Linked DNA regions of Anas platyrhynchos: region 1 is linked to region 2. The links are chromatin contacts, called in public Hi-C maps. All regions are on one chromosome and are shown on one strand. Each heading gives the region's core, a stretch centred on a gene start, on an enhancer-like site or on the middle of the called end of the contact. The rest is flanking DNA. Distances are from core to core; before and after follow the strand shown. Region 1 holds the start of SIK1 (salt inducible kinase 1). Region 2 overlaps HSF2BP (heat shock transcription factor 2 binding protein).

What was found. A called contact is a pair of places that touch in the nucleus more often than the background predicts.
Region 1: a Hi-C map of small yellow follicle shows a contact between it and region 2, with 2.8 times the contacts expected there. The contact joins the promoter of SIK1 here to the enhancer-like site in region 2. A contact is called at or near these places in 4 of 8 Hi-C or Micro-C datasets (skeletal muscle, small yellow follicle and subcutaneous adipose tissue).

Annotation. Positions count from the first base shown.
Region 1 is chr1:125,155,976-125,162,756 of IASCAAS_PekinDuck_T2T, forward strand. SIK1 (salt inducible kinase 1) reads left to right here and starts at 2,874. Exons shown (of 13, transcript XM_005026639.6): 1 at 2,874-3,169; 2 at 3,910-4,026; 3 at 6,552-6,615. The coding sequence starts at 3,017. LOC106019295 (a long non-coding RNA gene) reads left to right here. Exons shown (of 3, transcript XR_001194003.5): 3 at 1-1,660.
Region 2 is chr1:125,081,961-125,089,108 of IASCAAS_PekinDuck_T2T, forward strand. HSF2BP (heat shock transcription factor 2 binding protein) reads left to right here. Exons shown (of 10, transcript XR_005262366.2): 7 at 2,787-2,890. Among named protein-coding and RNA genes, the nearest start is that of HSF2BP, 22 kb to the left of the region's middle. Within about 2 kb of position 1,716, at least 3 of the 8 cell types and tissues checked have an H3K27ac peak or open chromatin away from gene starts, as enhancers often do. A contact at or near this core is called in small yellow follicle, where this site is marked.

The DNA of each region.
Region 1 (6,781 bases), core at 1,624-4,123, 75 kb after region 2:
GTGATAGATACAGGAGGTCTTTAATTCTCAGTGAATCATACAATAGTGTGATGGCTCCTAAAAACTGTGTGCTCCCTCCTCTACTGAAGAAGCCATATGTATCCCACCCTCTGGACTAGGGAGTGCAGATCTGCATAAGCACCTTCTCCAGACAGCAACACTTGCCAGTTCTTCTTGCCTCTTCCATCTGATGCGGGTAATCAAAACCAGGATCGTGGATTGTAACCCTCTGGGGCTGTCTTACAATCTCCAGGCAGTCCCATGGCACAGGTGTCTGCCACTCCTTAGGGTGGAAAAATCATGAGATGTTAGACAGAGCACCAAATCCAGCTCACTTCTTCCCATTTAGGAAGAAAAAAAAAAAAAAAAAAAGAGTCCTTTAAAAATAAAAATGTTACCTTCCTAGCTGGGGCTGTCCGCCTTGCGTGTTCTTTCTAAAAAGCCTGGTTCTGTTTGCCATCCTAAAACACTTAATCAATTTGAAATGAAAACAGCAACTATAATTAAAGGGAGGAAAATCCCACCACAGCAGAGGAACCATTATTAAGGTAATTTTTTTCTTTATAACTCCTGGGGCACTGTTCACATGCAGTTGCTACTGTATATGCTGTTTGTGCGTCACCTCCTCTTCGTGGGCTCCACGGAGAATACATTGTTAGCTTAAAAATAACAATAATAATAATAATAAGCCAGCTTTTCATGCGAGTTATTCAAAGCACTGTGTAAGCGCTAATTGAACGTTGCGATAGCCAGGGAGGGCTGTATGCTATTACCCCCTTACACCAAATGGCAGGAGTCCCATGACCGGGGCCATATCGGTGCCTCTGTGCAAGCAGCACCCGTGCTCAGGCTCCTATTTATGACACACATCTTGTATATCACGTAATTTGATTTATATAGACCACATTTTTTCTCATCAGGTCCTCATAGTGTAAATCTTAAATAACAGTAATACAAAAAAAAAGCTAACAATGTTGGTTCTCCTCCCATAGGGGAGTCCACCTTGAGCCCTTCAGAAATTGCTCAAGGACCTTAAGGAGACCATCAGCTCCTGGTGAGAATAACCACATCAGTTGCTTTGCAAAGTTTGGCATGAAGCAGAGCCATATCCCTCCTGTGAAATTTGTATTTTTATTGTGAGGGGTGTGGCACGTCCAGTTGTAGTGGTGGTGGCTGCTGGATGGAAGGTAAGTGGCTGCTGTGTTAGTGATGGTGACAGTCCGAAAAGGACTTCAGACTAAGGCAAACAGCCTTCTGGCCGGGATCCTTATCACCGAGTAGAGTATTACTAGGCTGAAAAAAAAAAGTCTAGGCTGACTTTAACAGAGGGGAAGCTGAATAACAGATGCGCCAGGCATCATTCAAGCCGTATTTGGGAGTGATGGTGGACAGTCGGCTGAATATGAGCCAGCAGTGTGCTCAGGTGGCCAAGAAGGCCAACGGCATCCTGGCTTGTATCAGAAACAGTGTGACCAGCAGGGCTAGGGAGGTGATCGTCCCCCTGTACTCGGCTCTGGTGAGGCCGCACCTTGAGTACTGTGTTCAGTTTTGGGCCCCTCGCTACAAGAAGGACATCGAGGTGCTTGAGCGGGTCCAGAGAAGGGCGACGAAGCTGATGAGGGGCCTGGAGAACAAGTCCTACAAGGAGCGGCTGAGGGAGCTGGGCTTGTTCAGCCTGGAGAAGAGGAGGCTCAGGGGCGACCTTATCGCTCTTTACAGATACCTCAAAAGAGGCTGTAGCGAGGTGGGGGTTGGCCTGTTCTCCCACGTGCCTGGTGACAGGACGAGGGGTAATGGGCTAAAGTTGCGCCAGGGGAGTTTTAGGTTGGATGTTAGGAAGAACTTATTTACTGAAAGGGTTGTTAGGCACTGGAACGGGCTGCCCAGGGAGGTGGTGGAGTCACCATCCCTGGAAGTCTTTAAAAGCCGTTTAGATGTAGAGCTTAGGGATATGGTTTAGTGGGGACTGTTAGTGTTAGGTCAGAGGTTGGACTCGATGATCTTGAGGTCTCTTCCAACCTAGAAATTCTGTGTGATATTTTACAAGGCTTAGCTGGAACTTGAGACTGAGCGCGCAAACTGCGGTCACTGTGTGAAGAGTGAACTTGGTGTGAAGACTGAATTTGGTGTGAAGAGTGAAGTTTGTGTGAAGAGTTAAGTCCGTGCGAAGAGTGTATTTTGTGTGAAGACTGCGCTTTATGGAAGCTCTGCCACTTGACTTCGGGCAACGAGCCTCGTGAGGAGCCCCCCGGGCACATTCGGGACCCCCAATCAACCTGAGGGTGCCGAAGAAGGCGAGATCCCCCCCCTCAGCCACCTCAGCAGGTGCCAGCAGAAGGCAGGACCGGGGGGGCCGTTAACGGGCGCTTAACGGCGCCCAACGGCCGCGCGCCGGCAGGGGGCGACCCCGCCGCGAGATGGCGGGCGTCACGTGACAGCGGCGGGGCGGGGCGGGCCCGGAGACCCCCCCCTCCCTGACGTCACCGCCCCCCCGTCTCCATGGCGACGGCTCCATCAGCGCGCGCGTCAGCGCCGCCCGTTGCCTGGCAACGCCGCGCCGGCCCCGCTCCCCTCCAGCCCCGCGCCGGGCCGCGCGTGGCGCTGACGTCAAACGTGACGTCAATGGGGCCCGGCGCGGCTCCGGGCCGGTGGGCGGGGGGGGGGGGGGGGGGAGGAGGAGAGGAGGGGAAGGGAGGGGCGGGGGGAGGAGAGGAGGGAGCACGCGGGATGCCCCCCCCCTCCCCTCCCTGCGCCGCCGCGCATGCGCGCTGCCTGCCCTGCCTCACACCCCAGGCGCGCGGCGGCAGAGCCGCGGGGAGCGCGCGCCAGGTACGGGCGCGGCAACGGCCGCCCGCCAACGGCCGCGCACCAACGGTCGCGGCTGTGAGGAGAACCCCGCCGCTACCGCCGCTGCCTCCTCTCTGCCTCTGTCAGCCGTGTGAGGGGCGCGGCGCGGCGCCCATGCTGCTGCCGTCCTGACCGTCGGCGGTGCCTTCGGCCGCCGGCCGCCTGAGCCATGGTGATCATGTCGGAGTACGCCGCCCTGCCCGCCGCCAAGCCAGCCCAGCAGCGGCCGCTGCGAGTCGGCTTCTACGACATCGAGAGGACGCTGGGGAAAGGCAACTTCGCCGTGGTGAAGCTGGCCCGGCACAGGGTGACCAAGACGCAGGTGAGTGCGGCTCGTGGGGAGCCCGGACGGGGCTTTCTTGACCAAAAAAAATCCACAAAATCAGATGGAAAGCCCGGCTGCAAGCTCCGTGCTGGCTCACCTCAGTACCAACAGCCTTGCACGGAGTTGGTGTAAAACTAAAGCGAGAACGCCTCGAAATTAACATCACCAACTACAGCTATCGCCTTCCCCACATCCCTCCTGCTGCTCCCAGAGCCCAACAGGCTGAGGAGCGCCAGAACTCCGCAGGCAGGTTTGATTCTTTCATTCAACGCGAACATTTGGAGAACAAAAAACTTGGAGTGTTCACCGAGAGCGTTTCCTAATGGGCATGCAGCTGTAGCTCCATGTGTGCTGCATGTCAAAGTCACACCGCTCGCTCGAGTAGGAAACAGCCTGTTACAGAACGCAGTTTTTCGCTAGCATGGGGTGGATTAAAAGATTTACCGAATCCTGCCCAGTGCTAGTTTCTGCGGTTCTGCTCACTACCTTACATGTAATCCTTTGAGGTAGAAAAGAAAAAAAAGAAAACACTCTGTCGTGAATCCAGAGCAGTTCAGAAAAATCAGGTTTGTCAGGACCGTACTTTAGAGGCAACTTTACATGGATTTTGTGAGTTTGTGTGTGGTTTTTCGTGTGGTGCTCTGTTGTGTTTTTTTGTTAGTTTGTTTGTTTTTTCTAGGAATACCTATTTTTTAATGCCTGGAGTTGTTTTATTTTCTTAATTCTTTAATCTGCAGGTTGCAATAAAAATAATAGACAAAACAAGGTTAGACCCAAGCAATCTGGAGAAGATTTATAGAGAAGTTCAGATAATGAAGCTTTTGAATCATCCCCACATTATCAAGCTATACCAGGTAAGAGGTCGGCTTTGAAGCACGGCATGCGAATGACATACGCGTGTCTCGCACATGATTTCATGTCAAATATTTGCGGAGAAAACACAAATTGAAATAGTTTATTTAAAGCACGTTCTTCAAAAACTGTTGTTGTTGTTTGTTTTTTTGTTTTTGTTTTTTTTTTTCCTAAAAAGTCATTCATCATTCTTTGAACAAAATTCCAGTACGTTAGACAGCTTTTTGGCAAATTGATTAAAACAAAACAATTAAAACAGACTGGAATCCGTTTCTTGATCTGAAACAAACTATCTGAACTTCTACAGTTAACTTGCCGCCCTAACTCCTCTGCTTTTCCAGTGCAGAAGGTCAGAACTTCTTAAAATGCTTTTGATAAGAGGACGACTTAAACTCTTTCAGGACAGCAGAGTCGCAGGCGCAAAAGTTGGGCTTGCTGTAAGTGGAAGGGCTTTAAAATCACCAGCAAAAAAAAAAAAAAAAGCCTAGAAATGTTGATATCTTAAAATATGTCTGAAAATGACCTTTTTGGTTATTCCACTCCAGTTTGCTTAGTTTTAAAAATTAATTTAAAATATCCTTCCACTTGTAGAGTTTCACAATATGAATTTTGATTTAATTTCGTTCAGTTTCTGCACTGTTTGTTTTTTTAACAGTCGGAACAAATTAATGTGTTGTGCAGAAAACAGGATCACAGCTGTCTAGTGAGCAAGGACTGCTTTGCAAATTCTAAACGTTTGATCTAATTAGCGTTTGGTGTGAGTTCCTCTTAATCATCTTAAATAGTGCCGTGTGGATGGGAGAAGAAGATGAGGTATCCCAGTCCGTCTGGACCTGTCCAGAAGGGCAGGGGGGAGGAATAGCAAAAGAAGGGAAGCAGCAGGTCTGAAATGCCATGTGCAGTAGCACACACTATGACCAGTTGCGATCTTACCGTTGGGTTTGTTAGCTTAAAAAAAAAAAAAGTTAATTAACGTGTAAGGCTGAAAAGCCAGTAAGGCAGGTGCTTAGGCAAGGCATTACTTTTAAAGACCTTGACACACACGAAGTGCCTGATATTTATAGTATTAAACATCATAACAAAAATGATCCTGCGTTAACATCTGACGTCATTGTTGCCCATAGGGCAGTGTAGGATATACCGAAACATTCTAACAGTCCTGTTGATTTCATTTCAGTGGAATGATGTGGGTGAAAATACTAAATACTATTTTGAAGCTTTTAGAAAAGCAGGTTAAATTCCATCTAGTTGAACCACTTCACTTGATTGAGCAAGTGACGTTGGTAGTGCGCCGTAATTTCTTTTCAGCAGTTTTCTTTTCTTTGTTGTTGGAATCGATGCTTTACCTGTTTGGTGGAGACTGAGAAGCAGGGATGGAATTAGATGACATGCCGACGTAGGGTGTGTGTTCTTGTATTATTTCATCATTGTTTTAGTTTCAGCACGGCGTCTTAATTTCATCCAGCTGGCAACTTTCCCAGAACACTTTCCTTCATTTTTTTTAAACTGGGAACCTCTCTTCCTTTGCTCCTTGTTTGTTTATTTTCGTTTTGTGTCTGTGTGTACTTGTAGTGAGGGGAGGACGAGAGACTTCGAAAAAAAGTTACTTTTAGGAGGCTGGAAACTGCAGCCTTTGAAGTCGTATCGGCGCTTGTTTGATTGTTAACCTGTTGTGAGCCTCCTGCTTCCAAAACAAAATACCTGTTCCTTTTGTGTCCAATTCTAGGGAATTTTTTTTGTTTTGTTTTGTTTCTTTTTTTTTTGTTTGTTTTGTTTTGTTTTTAAACCTGAAAGGCAACATTGAAAGGATGTGGCATAGTAATTGAATATGGATTTGAAAACACTCAGCATTGTTTGTTTGTTTTTTCCCTCTGAAGACGTGTAAAATAACAAGTGTCAGAGGAAGTTGACACAAGATTGATAGGTGAGCGTTGAGCAATATATTGACAGCTGTTGATGTGCCTCAGGCAGTGCAGTTACACAAGCAGCTACCTATCTCCTCTTGCATGGGAGGCTTGCCACGTCCCCAGCCAACGCTCAATGGGAGTGGGGTGTCTGATATGAATGACTTCCTGATTTTCCAAGTTCTGGGTATCTCTTGTGATCTGAGTACCTGCTAGCCATGAAATAAAGATGACTTTAAGTGTCTTTGAATCCTCAAAATACGTCCAGTGAATTATAAAATTTTACATGCGTATTTTAACCAAATAAAGGAATTCAGGGAAGTGTACAGAAGTATGGAAATGCTCACCAGTTATCCTATGGAGATGAGGTGACACAGTAATGGTGAGAAGAACAATGGCACGGGAAGCTGTTGTACATCGTAGGCATGAACAATGAATTGTTATCTTTTTCATTACCAGTTTGCTAGGAGAGATCGTTGTGGTGCAAAATTAGATGTCTTTACTGCCAGCTGCTGCAGCAAATAGATAATTGAACCGATACGTCTGAGAATACATTTAGAGAAATGAAAGAAACTACAGAGGTCTGCATTTCTTTAAGCATGTCCTTTCTTGTGTCTCGACAGGTTATGGAGACAAAGGATATGCTTTACATTGTAACCGAGTTTGCAAAGAATGGAGAAATGTTTGGTAAGTCTTTAGATTTAGAAGTTGTGGCTTTGTTGCTGTCAGTCCTGTGTAATATATGTTTTGGCTACAAATCCAGGCTTGGTGTTGTCAGCTGTCAAAAAGCAAGTACAGCACATGGAATATTGCAAAAAGCTTCCTCCAGGTGCTTCTAAATTTTGTACATCTT
Region 2 (7,148 bases), core at 466-2,965:
TCATAGATGGAAATGTCCATTATTGTGGAAAGGCAATGTGTTTCTCTTAAAACATCACCGTGGTGTTACATGGAAGGAAAACAACAACTTAAAATGTAAGCAATAAGAGAGAAAAATTGGCTTCATATTTTCAAGGATGTGTTTGTTCTTTGCTCAGTTTTCTTGTTTTAAAAATCTTTGTTAGCTTATATTTTAAAAAATATTTTTCTTTTCTGTGTGACAAATCAGGGGAAACTGAGTTAATTCTACACAGCAGTATCAAACGCAAAGTAAACTGAAAAAGAATTCTCTTTTAGTTCTAGCAATCATGTTTTACTTGTAACAGCATATAAATAAAACATTTACAGAGAATAACTCATTTATTCCAGCACTGCTACAATATCCATTCTAGTCTATGAGCATGTAATAGGTATAACCAAGACATCTACATGAGTGCTAGGGCTGAAATCTCATGGTTTCTTTGCCTTTCTGAAACAGTGGTGTTGAAAGATTATAGATTTTCTTTTCATTAGTATATGCTTTGTTCAACATTTTTAATTATTAGGCAATCAATAACATTTACACAATTGTTTATATTGAATTGTTAAGAATCTTCAACTTTGCTTATGTGGTAATTGAAAGCAGACAGTGAAAAGATTTGGTTGTATATACTAATCCCATGTATTATCAGTGAAAGAGAAAAGAGAAGGGACTTTAGCTGTGCTTTTAGTTCTAGATTTTAAAGAAAGCATTGACAGATACAGTAGTACATGACGTTAATTAAGTTTAGCCTTGCCTAAGTGTGAAGACTACAAAGTACGTAACTAAAAAAAACCTTTAATGTTAACAAAAACCAGAAAGTATTGTTTATAAAGTAATTCTGTGCATCAGGTTTCCTTCAATAAGAATACGGATTTCGAAAAATACTTGTTGGAATGTGCAAGAGGTGAGGCTGGTTTGAAGTATCTGCAAAAGTTTCTACATTGTGCCCACGTGAGCATGTTTAATTAGTAATAATATGCTGCTACTTCTGGGCTAGCCATTTAACATTGGCTTCTGGTGTGGGTTAAGTCTTCTGCCACTCCAAACAGCAGCACTTTCCTGGATCACCACCACTACGCTGTCTCTTTCGTCTGCACAAAGCAAACAAGTAAGAGAAAAATACAGGCATAGCATCTTTTTATGTCACATTATTTCTAACTACAAATGTCAAACAGGTTAATGATGAAAGACATTGCCAAGAGATGTTACCACTTTCCTTTATAAGGTATTGTCTTTTTGATCCCTTTCATTCTGGCTAATTATATGTAATTACGACCGCTGTCCTTTGTCAGGGCTTGGATTCTCGAACCCAGCAGGAGCTGCAGGGGCCGTATGAAAAGCAACACATGGGCTTTACAAGCTGAAAATTCAGCTCCACAGCACCCTGCACTGCTTGTTGGTGGCCCCTGATGGAGCAGATTTAATTATCTACTATTCCTTCTTCTAACTACTTAAGAGCCTAGGTGATCAAACTGGTAATAGTGCAGCACATAATATAACTCACACCTCTTCCACTGCTGCCTGAACTGACTCGTGTTGCTTTCCATTCCTGCTGTCTGACAGTACTTTCAGTAATGTTGGTGGTGGCATAGTAACTTCAGGCATGGCCGCTTGTTTGAGTACAGGAGGTGAGGTGTGAAGTCCATGAGGAACAACATTATTTCCCTCTTGCTTGGAAATGGTGACAGTACAGGGGCAGGCAGGTTTATCGCAGCCAGGAGAGATAACAACAGCCAAGCTGGCCCCAGAACAGAGCAGCAAGTTCCAACCCATTCCTGTTTCTCCGCTATTGTTTTGTCTGCAACCCAGCAGCGCGCTGTGGGTGGGTATGATGACATGTTCCGTAAATGTTGGAGGAGCTGGGCTCATTCCTCTTCCCTTTCCGTTGTCCAGAAAACTGACTTGCACACTGTCATCTTTGGAAAATAAATAGAGATTCACAACAACATCAACCGTAGCAAATCATAAAATGCACTAATATCCTGTCTTCCCAGCTACTGCACAGCTGCACAGATGTTCTGCGTAAAGGGCAGAGCAGGAGAATATTGCTGGAAGGATGGATGAAAGCAGAAGCTGCAGGAGCAGGCTTAATACCAGCAAAATCCTCTGCATTAACAGTTGTTCTGGGTAGCACTGGAAAGCTGAGGCTGAGGTGGCACCTGCAGTCAACCCCGCTTTTCTTAATGGTTTTCAGATTCTTCAAGTTAGTGACCGTGCTGAAGCTTTTCTTGCTTGTGATAACTGCAGTGGAAGCCTCCTCGGGAGAAGCTGGTGGGGTTGGCAGGCTGGAGCAATCCTTTTCACACGCGGCGCCTTCTCCAACAAATCTGGTTTCGCCTCTGTAGGAAAATTGGGACTTTGGCTTAATTTATAACCTGTTTGGTATGCAGCCCTAAAAATGACTAATGAACTTCCTTATTTAGGGGGCTGGTAAATTAGGAAACGCAGTTTCTGGAAGCTTTTCAGAATGTGGTTAAAATTACTGTAGACTTGCTATGTGTATTTTTATTGTGTGGTTTGCACACTGATGTGCAGCGCAACTGTCAAGAACGGCGGTCTTGGTTTCTGTTTGTCAGAGGTGTCATGTTAGATCTTTTTCAGTTCCCAAGTAAGTAAATGCTTTCTAGCTGCCAAACCGACGACTTCCCGTGTTACCTAGAAGGCAGGATATTGGTTCTGTCCTCTGCATCAATATGTGATGAGTGTAAATAGCAAAAGACGCAAAGAAATCAAAGAACGTCACTTCTTTTCCCTTTCCATTTCAGGCTAATGCTGATGTCACTTTACAACGTGAGCATCAACTTGAAAGGCTTGAAGTACATCAGTGAAAGTCCAGGTTTTATTCCCTTGCTGTGGTGGCTGTTGAACGGTAAGATGTTCTGAGAACCTTGCAGATTGTGACTTTGGGAACTGTGGTTTGGGAATAGGTATTGCAAATACCAAAATAGAAATTTTTATGTGTAACCTGATATATGTAAAGCTTTTTTCGGATTAAAAGTAAACAAAAAGGTCAAATAGCAGGAGATGTTCATTTCCCACCACATTTTTGGTGCTGTGTGTAATAACTCCATTAATACAAAATTTATGGGTGGTAGTATTACAAATAGGAAACGGTGAAATTTTGTGAAGTGCTTTCAAAAAAGCCACCTGTGTTTTCATGTGCCAACTTGAGAATAAAACCTGAGTGAAACTATTTATCACTAATATTTAACAAAAGAAAATGTGACTGTGTTCTGAGACATTTGGGGGAAATAAGCCAATCTCCGGAGCTACGCTCAGCCTGTGACAGAAGTGACCCCTTCCTCAGCTGAAGGCTGGCATTTTGCTCTAATAGGATTTGAGCTTGCCCGGCTTGAGTACTATTCCCAGCTTTGCCTTTGGTCAGTGCAGGACTTCAAGGACTTCTGTTGCCACTGTCAGCTACAAGACTGACATCAAGGCTCTGCTCTTTCAGAGGCTCCAAATCCCTGCGTAGGAGCCAGCAGAGATTGACGTTGGTAGCATGCGTTGGAATTTGGCTGGCAGCTGCGTGCACAGCTTGTCAGGGACAGTAAGGACAGCAGTAAGGACAGAGTCGTGACATTGCCCTGCCTGTGAACTGCTCCCGGAGTTTGCCCCGTCTTGGGTTTCTGCAGTTTCTGTGGCTTGCCCATGAGAAGATTTCGGTGTGCAGTTCATAGGATCAGGGAGGTTAGTCCTCTCTACTGCTGTGCAATACAAGAAGTAAATACAAAAGGTAGCTGAAGTGGCAGAGGTGGCACCTGCTTTTTCGAGGCACTAATTTAATATCAAAGTTTTTGAAAAGCTTAGGCTTGGGCAGGTAATCTGGAAGCTGCTCGCAGTTCTCACAATTCCCTCAACTATTTTAAAGACAATGTAGGTGCTCACGTTTTTCACCTAACAACTTACTGCTTTGCACTGCCATAGGCTCACTCTTCTGTGACCTCAGAAATTTTAGTAATCCTTGTAACACTTGAAAAGCACCTGTCTGTTTTATAGTTTTTAATGTAGTTTGAGAAAAATCATGTTCTCAGAGAGAACTGAGTATATCATCCTTTATCCTGCCGTACGTAGAAATTTAACATATGTTAGCTCAGATTTCCTTTCACTTGATGTTTGGCTAGTATATACGTAAGCTGTTGCTCTAGTAAAACAAACAACCAAACCAAAACCTGAAAAACCTTGTCTAAATGTGAGTTCCCAAATGTACCCTTCCAAATGTTGTGATAAGACAAGGAAGCTAATCTTGTTTGATGCAGTCTATTGTTTGAAGAAGGCTCCCAGGTCATATAACAGGATGAAACAGGGCACAGTTATAAATAATTTGCAGCTGTTAATGGCAATAAGAAATTGAAAAGCTACTCTATGTTTTGAAAGCCTTAATCACGTATGGCAGGGTGGTGGAAGGAAAAGATGGGCATGGCTAATTCCTTTACTTTTTGACAATAATTTTCTCCAGCTACAGCAAAGGAGTAAGATTCTCAGATACACTCCATCTGCTGGTTCAGATTTTTGACTTCAGAGGAAGTCTGCTTACTGTCAGGGGAGATGGCTGACCAGTTTGTATATCAGATGAGAGGTCAGATCCAAGACCCAGTCTTGTTCCCGTCACTCTTTGTGAGATCTCAATCCTTTTCTCTGCATTTAATCCATTTCTAAACTTTTCCAGTAGCTCCCTCCCACACGTGCTCCTCGGCTGTTTCCGTGGCCAGCATCTTCAGCTTCTGCTAGCCATGATTCAGCTTAGATACATCTGGAGTTGCTACAGCAGAAGGCCTCACAGTTTTTTCCATATAAAAGAGCAGAGCAATGCACTCTGCTGTCAGGGTATCCTGTATATTCTGCCTTCCTGCAGGAAGCTTTCTCAGAGAGTGTTTTGGTTAAGGCTTATGAGATGATTCAGCTTTCCACGGTTCTCTAAGCTTTTATCACCGTTCCCACTAAGAGAGGCCCCAGAAATCATCCTCTGACTTTTTTATTTTCAGGGAATCATCCTGTTTGCTTTGCTGTCACCAGGCTACAAGTGCCTGTGACCTCATACGATACATCAAGGCCATTTTTCTCCCAGTTGCTTGTACACAGCTATTAAATCCCTTGATTCTTTCTCAGAATTTTCAGTCCCTTCACAATACTCTCGTCCCCTGAGGAAGAATGCACTTCCCATCAAGTGAAGAAGAGAGCAAATAATAAATAACTGGACTCTCTTTATTCCAAATTGCTGTAACTAAAGCAAGGAGGGGTTTAATTGAGGTTGGCTTTTTGAAGTACACCTTGACATTGAAGACACAGTTGGTAAGAGAAAGGAGGTGAACCCGATGAAGATTCCTGCTGGAGTGAGAATGTTAACAACAAACTGGGTTTGTCTGTCCTGCCGCCTTCAGAAAATTTGGATGAGCCAGTCTGTCTTCACATTCACGAGAAAGAATTCTTAATAGCTCCTTCTGCTGGAGGCTATACTGAAAATAGGAGAAAAACAAATGTTTGACACACTTTTTGAAGGTAATGCAGCTCTCTCTAGCCTTAGCACTTTGCGACTATTCTCCTTCTCCCCCCTTTATGTACTGTCTAAAAGGTGAGCATCCTTTAATACACAACAGAGGTCACTGAAGAAAACAGTCCGATAGCTGTTGAGCTGTTGTATAGGTATCACCTGTACCTGCCTGTACCTTCCCAGCCTGGCACCAGCATGAAACATGTGCAGGATGACTCAGATTGCTGTCTGCGGAGCAGCTTGTGGGATTAGTGCAGTTCTCTTCTTGCGGAGCACCATTTGTGTGTGGAGCAGCTGTTACTGTCTTGGAGAAAATAGGCAGCTTTAGTTTTCTCCATCTCCATCTGCCATCCCTGTGTTGGTATCTTGGCTAAAGGTTTTATGTAACTTTCAGATTTAAGGAAGCCCCGTCCCCAGCAGGAGAAAAAGATGTTGTATAATTTTGTGTAGAAACCCACTTGAGATTTTTCAGTATTATTTTTTTCCAGTGCTTTACTTCTGTGGATGCAATAAGACTTTCAATCTGTAGTTTCCCAAGAGGTAGACTGGGACTTTTCTCTTCCAAGGATCTTTTGAAGAGTAAGAAAATGCATTCAGCTCAGGTATTAATAGTAAATACTGTTTTTTTTGTTTGTTTGTTTGTTTGTTTGTTTTGTTTTTTTCATTTTTGATCATACAGAACATCTACAAACAAATGTTTTATTTTTCCCCTTTTTTCTCTTATTGCAGTTAAAAAAAAAAGTGTTCTCGTTGGATACATGAGAAAGGTGGAATTCAGAGGCAGTATGTCAGTGACATTTCCCATCCATAGCTGGGAAATTGCTGCAGGTACTTCATTAAACAGAAGTCAAGAGACAAGGACTAATTTTAGACCTCTCCCTTCAGTTTCATCCACAGCAGTTCCATACGGAAATCTAACCTTGTTTATCCAAATTCTTTGCAAATGATGGGCTCCTTTATAAATGTCTATAGGAAGTGCATTCTCGTTCTGCTAATGCTGCCTGCAACCTTCAATATTTGCTTTTCATGACTAACCCTGAAGGTTTTTAATGCCTTTCTTTTCTGTTTGAATTGCATGTGGCTGTCGGAGTTTTTGAAAGTCGGGTTATTTGCATGGCAGCATGTTATTTAAAAGACATCTGGACAAACAGAGCCCCACTGTTTATAAATCAGTGTCTGTATTAAAACAAATTTTGGTTCGTGAATCAAAACCTCAGTTACCGGGCTGTCAGGCTCTCAACAGTTTCATAGTCTCAGGGCTGTGAAACTGGGCTGGAGAAGAGGATTGCCCTTCTCACCCTTAAAGACCACATCCATTTTCTTGCATGCAAATACATCAGCTCTGACGCAGAAAGTCCTTGAACCACTGTTAGACGAGGGGCTGGAAGAGTGGCTAGAGGAGGTCTTGCTGAATGCTGCCCTTTTTCCACGCTCTTCTCTGAGCAGTTGCTGCAAGTGATGTTTGTCTAGATGGAGCTCCAGCTGAGCCCCAAGTGGCTGTCCGTACCGTCTGAGCAGGAGTTTCTTGACCAGGTCCTCGTCCTACTTAACAGCAGGCTCGTGCAAGCTGATGTTCTCCTGAGGAGCGTGATGCTTCTCCTCTTGGGAACTCCGCGAATCTCTCTCAAGGATTTCC